2 separate regions of the Sus scrofa genome follow, and region 2 is linked to region 1. Evidence: chromatin contacts called from public Hi-C data. All regions are on one chromosome and are shown on one strand. The core of a region is the stretch at or near the end of the contact, and the rest is flanking DNA. Distances in the headings are between cores, read along the strand shown. Region 1 holds the start of GNB2 (guanine nucleotide-binding protein G(I)/G(S)/G(T) subunit beta-2). Region 2 holds the start of AP1S1 (AP-1 complex subunit sigma-1A).

What was found. Hi-C and Micro-C count contacts between places; a contact is called where the count stands out from the background.
Region 2: a Hi-C map of liver shows a contact between it and region 1, with 2.3 times the contacts expected there. The contact joins the promoter of AP1S1 here to the promoter of GNB2 in region 1. A contact is called at or near these places in 2 of 47 Hi-C or Micro-C datasets (embryonic fibroblasts and liver).

Annotation. Positions count from the first base shown.
Region 1 is chr3:8,577,699-8,580,512 of Sscrofa11.1, reverse strand. GNB2 (guanine nucleotide-binding protein G(I)/G(S)/G(T) subunit beta-2) reads right to left here and starts at 1,476. Exons shown (of 10, transcript XM_003480989.3): 1 at 1,311-1,476.
Region 2 is chr3:8,879,646-8,882,459 of Sscrofa11.1, reverse strand. It overlaps AP1S1 (AP-1 complex subunit sigma-1A), which reads right to left and starts at 1,467. Exons shown (of 5, transcript XM_021086258.1): 1 at 1,329-1,467. The coding sequence starts at 1,331. It overlaps LOC110259888 (a long non-coding RNA gene), which reads left to right and starts at 696. Exons shown (of 4, transcript XR_002342304.1): 1 at 696-825.

The DNA.
Region 1 (2,814 bases), core at 227-2,726:
GCGCCGGAGAGCGGGCTGGCGAGCGGACGGCCTCAGGCGGCCCGGCCCCTGCACCCTCGGCTCCCCAGGAGCCCAGCCTGTGAGCTCCGCGCCGGGGCCCCAGGGGCCTGGCTGGCTCCGCTCCAGCGCCCGAAGTCCTACCCCCCCCCTCCTTTGGACACCTGTGTGATCTGGCCATGCACACTGCACTCTGCCAACCCAGGCGTCCCCCACCCTGCTCCCACTTCCCCCAGGCCCTGGGCGTTTCTCTTCCCCGCTGACATTTCCCCTCGCTCTGTTCAGCTTTCTACGCCAGAGCCTGGGGACGCCCTTCCAAAGTGGGGGGCAGAGACCCCCATCCCATTTCCCCAGCTCGGGACAAAGCCCCTCAATTCCAGCTGCCGGCAGCCCAGGCCGGGCGGCAGCGCCAGACGCCCCAGGCAGAAGGAAGCAGGCCAGGAGGAAGCCGCTGGGGGCGGGGGCAACGCTCCCAGCCCTCAATCCCTATCACCCTTCCGAGCCCCCTCGGCAACCCCAGATTCTGGGCATACAGCAATTGGGGTCCCAAGGAGAAATGGGGGTGCCACCGCCTCCGCAAGGCTGACGGGGCGAAGGGGAGGCAAGGGACAAGCGAGGGTCCCCGGATCTGGCAGGGGAAGGCGCGGGCCGGTGTGGCTCTTCGAAACGCAGTGGGCCTGGCTCTCCGGCCCCCACGACCTCCATTTTGCCCAAAAGAAAGCTCGGTGGGGGGTAGGGGCGACTGGGAGCTAAGCGTGAGGTTAGGACTGCTAAAGGGAATGAGGTGCCGAGGTCTCTGGTCTAGGGGGTAATGGGTCCAGAAAAGAACCTAAATCGAGGGTGGAGACAAGGGAAGGGTGGCCTCGCGGCCTTGCCTGCTTCTCTGAGGATTCTGGACTTTTGCAAGGCGAATGCCAGCGGCGGTGCGAAATGGGAGGACACGAGGGGTGCTACCCCGGGGGAGCTAAGAGGGTGGCAGTGGTGGGGAAAGGGGGCGGGACAGGGCCTAGAGGAAGCCCCGAATTTAGCCCCCCAACTTCTCAGGGAGCAAGAGGCAGGTGGGGGTGAGATGAGGTCTAGAGTCAGGCAAAAGGCCCCTGATGCTGCAGGGAGCGCGTGCGTTATTGGGGGCGAGGGTCCCCCAGTTCCCCTTCCGGGTTTGGGAGCGACGGGGCCATAAGAAGGGAGGGGATGTCTGGGGAGTTACGTCCGCTCCCGAGAGGCCAGACCGGGTAGACAGACGGAAGAGAGGTTCCCCCACGGGAATTTGGGGCTGGGAAGGGGATGAGGACTCCTTTTACCAGCGGAGGTACCTGTGGCGGTGGGACTCTGCGAAGGGTCGCTAAAGGAGAGCGGGAGGTCCTGTCTTCCTCCGCGGCGGAGGCGGCAGCGGCGGCGACGCGGATGGATTTTCTCAGTCACCCCAACTCAACCGTCCAGCGCTGCTCTCCCCAGAGCGGAGGGATCCCGCCCGCCAGTGACGCGGCCGTCGCCGCCGCGCCCAGGGCCCGGCTGGACGAGACCAACTACTTATCGGGGGGAGGCCGGGGGAAAAATAGCACTTAGGGGGCAAATATTGACCCCATAACATCAAAGATATTACTCTACATTATTTCTACGCAAAATGGGCTCAGAAAAATACTTTGCTTCCCGAAAAGGCACAAAACATCCCCTCTGGGACTGACATAGGTGGTACCGGCATAGGGGAGGGTGAAACCGCTCGCTGGTCACGTGACCTGCCCTCCCGGATTGGGCGGCTCCAGACTGGGAAGGGGAGCTCGACGCCCCAGTTCTCGCCTTGGCTCCGCCCTTTGTCTGTGAGACCACGCCCCTCCACAGGGGACAGGGTTGAGAGAGATCAGTGTTGATCACTGCTGGAGAGGCCAGCCGGCCTCAACGCGTAGCGAGGAGGAGCAGTGTTTCCGAAGGTGCCCGGGCGGGAAGCCATGGGGACCTGGGCGGCCCCTGGGAACTCAGGTATGCTGTGAGAACGGGTCTGCCCAGGCAGTGCCCCCGCGTTGCCCAGTGGCTTTTGCGGAACTCTTTATGTGGCGGCATGACACTCTAATAGCAACTCGTTTATTGAGCTTCATACTTATTTACTCCTCACAGTGCTATGAAGTTGAGTACTGGCTTTGTCCCCATTTTACAGTAGTGGAAACAGAGTCCTAGGGCTGCAGAGTTGGAATATGAACCAAGGCTGCTTTATCGACCTTATTGTGTGTATTAATATCTAGCCTCTTGATGAACCTCGCTCTGGACCATCTCCGCGAAGGGATGAGAATGTAAGTATAGGCCTCGGTTTCCACATCTATAAAATGAGAGTGTTGATAGCTACCTGCCCTGCAAGTCACCTTGGATTATTTTAAGATCCTGCGGATTGTGAAAATGTTTTGGAAAGTTCAAATCAATGAGTAACCTTCATTGAGTCCTCATGCGATTTAAAAGTATTAAAACATACACTTTTCATTTAGCCTCAGTTGAAGGCATTAAAAACAGTTTCCAAAGCACCAATTTTTAAAGAGAATAAGAAAAGTCACATTCTTAGTTAAGCACAAATTCCATTTATGGAGCACTCACCAATTCGATCATATATTAGCAGTAGGTAATAGGTGTCAATGAGAATTTGGAAGGGAGGGAGTTCCCATTGTGACTCAGCAGGTAATGACCCCAACTAGTATCCAGTATCCAACTAGTATCCAGTATCCAACTAGTGGCTTAAGGATCTGGCATTGCGGTGACCTATGGTGCAGTTTGCAGCCTGGTTTTGGATCCTGCATTCCTTTTTTTGTTGTTGTTTTTTGTTTTGTCTTTTTG
Region 2 (2,814 bases), core at 218-2,717, 300 kb before region 1:
ATGCTAGCACAGTGACAAGTAGCCTGTAGCTGAAATCAGGTATCTCATCCCTCGAGAAGCTACCTCAGTTCAACACCCCATCCCAGCCAGATACCCTAGCTGATGTCCCCAACACACTGCCCGCCAGTGCCAGGCCTATGCCCCAGGGTCTCCTTCATGTCAGCACATGATTCCACCCTCCTCTCTCCTCAGCCACCCAGGCATTTGGCCTCTGAGATTCCTCTTTTCTTCCTTTCAGGGTGCCACCTGCTACAACGCCCACACCTCCCCAGATACCAGGTGACCAATTTCCCTTCCAGTTCCTCAGTTTGGACACAGCCATTCAGAGTGGCTCCCCTAGGGAATGTTGTGGAACAAGTGCAAGAGGGTGGAGTGGGGAAGAGTGCAGAACCCTCGACCCCGTAAACCCCGCAAACCCCGCCGGCAGCTTCCCAGTTCCAGGGGTCTGGGTCACACCTGGAGTCATCTCCCTCACCCACTAGCTCTTGTCTCCGTGTACATTCCCAGGGCCGGAATCCTGGGGATGTGGAACAACACTAGCAGGCTAAAGATCAGAATTCAAGAGAACCGATTTTTTTTTTTTGCTGGCAGGGAAGGGGTAGCACTGCTAGCGTGGTGGGAGGGCCACGGAGGGGCTGAAGGGAGCCGTGCTCCGCTAAGATGGGGGGTGGGCCGGGCAGCAGGAAGACGGAAGGCCTGGGTTCCGGAAAGAGGATGAGGTGGGGGCGGAGAGGCCAGAGCACGCGAGCCGAGGAGCCAAAAGCTGGGTCCCCGAGAGCAAAACCTCGAGACCACTTGGCTTTCCCACCTCACTCCAGCCTCTAGGTGAGCAGGGCGGCAAACCGCGGCAGGACGTCCCCTCGTCACACCCGGAAACTATCCCCTCCCACACACACGGCCCTCCCCGCCGGCGGCCGCCGCTTCTCTGTGGGCTGCACGGGTACAGTCAGTCTGGGTGACCCGAGACCCCCCTCTGCCTTCCTCCTCCGACAGGCCCCGGTGCCGCTCTTCCTCAGGCGACTTCCCTGTGGCAGGGCTCGGGACCACTGGGTTCGCGACCCGCGCGTTCCCGCTCGCCCGGGCCAGTCCCGCCGCCCCCTAGTCACCCTCTCACCCCACAAATGTGCCCCCTCCCCGCCCCTTTGCCCTTAAGCCATTTCCAGCTGCTCTTCCTTTCGAGGCCGGCTGGCCCACCCGTCCGGATAAGTAAAGGCCTCTGAGGACCGGAGGGAAGGAAACGGCTCACACAGAGGGCGGCCCCCCAGGACCCCCGCAGGTGCAGCCCACGCCCCTCGGTTCCCCCTCCCCTCCCTCTTTGCACAGCCTACCATCCTGCAGCCTCCGGCCCTGCGCGTCCCTCTTCAGCCACCGTAGGCGCCAGCTCCACTCCCTTTCAGATCCCTTCGCCTCCTTCCCTCCCTCACGCTTGAAGCCCCGCCCCGTCCGCCCCGGCACGGAGAACCCATGCGATGCGTACTGCGCAGGCGCCAACGCTGCAGGGCGCGCAGGCGGGGCTGGGGGGCGGAGAAGCGGAAGCCATGGCAACCAGGTCCTCGACTTCAGCTTTGATTAGCTCTGTCGTCATGGTAACAAGGCTGTCTTGTGGGCTGGTTGGAGGACGGGGGAGGAGGACAATGAGGTCCTCGCGCTTTGGAACCTTGGGGGGAAAAGGCGGGAAAAGGGGTGAGAGATGGGTGAGATGACCGCTGGAGTTCATGAGGAAGTAGGGTGGTTTAATGGAAGGGGCGTGGGCGACTGAGAGGGAACAAGGTGGGAACTGTCTGTGGGGAAGGAAGAATGATGAGAAAGGCGAAGACAAAGGGTGGGGGGGGCAAGCTTGAGAAAAGTATGGAGCTCAAAATAGATATCTACTGAGAACCTGCTAGATGCAACACTCAAAGTAAGAGAGATTTGTAGGTAATGAGAGAGACCAGAAATAAAAGAAAAAGGAGGGGCTGATAGAAAACTGATGTAAGGAAGAGGGGGAGCATGAATTAAGGCAAAAGAGGAAGAAGTCGAGAAAATTTTAAAAGGTTAGCATAAATCAAAGCTAGGAAAGGGTCAGTTGTAACCCAGACACAAGTGTAAAGATGAGAATTGTCATACAAGCTTTTTGGCTGAGGATGTGCATGTTTGAGTGTGTATGCTTGTGTGTGTAAAGGAGTTTGCATATAAATAGGTAAGAAAATCTCAAACTTGCTGAAAAAATGGCATATTTCTAGATAATTCTTGGAAATTAATGGTGCTATTACTTATGAGCAGCACTTGAAGCAGTTGTTGGTAAGGTCCTACCTGTCTCCACTTTGTATTCTTTTTCCTTTACTCTTTGTTATGGAGGTAATATGCTTTAGTTGCCAGAGGGTGGGCCTAATTCACCTGGGATGCAATCTGGTCTCTGATTCTTATTTGATGTATAGTCTCAAGTGGGTCATTTGGGGGGGGGTACTGCTCTCACAGCATGCAGATGTGCCCAGGCCAGGTAATCCAACCCTCGCCACAGCAGAGATCCAAGCCACCAGATCCTTAACCCTCTAGGCCACCAGGGAACTCCTCAAGTGGATCATTTAACCCTCCTTTCCTCATTTTAAAAACGAAGATAGCATTACCTACCCTGCAAGTCTGATTTCAGGCTGTATATATCTGACACACTGTAAACACCTGATTTGGGTAGGGATTACGACTATTTGCTTTTTCCACCCTCTTCCTTCTACTATTTTTTCTTCCTTTCTTTTTCTTTTCCCTTTCTCCTCTGCCTGTATCATAGTCTTGCCAACGATGTCGGCTGAACTCTCTTGGTGTTATTTTTTAGGTCAA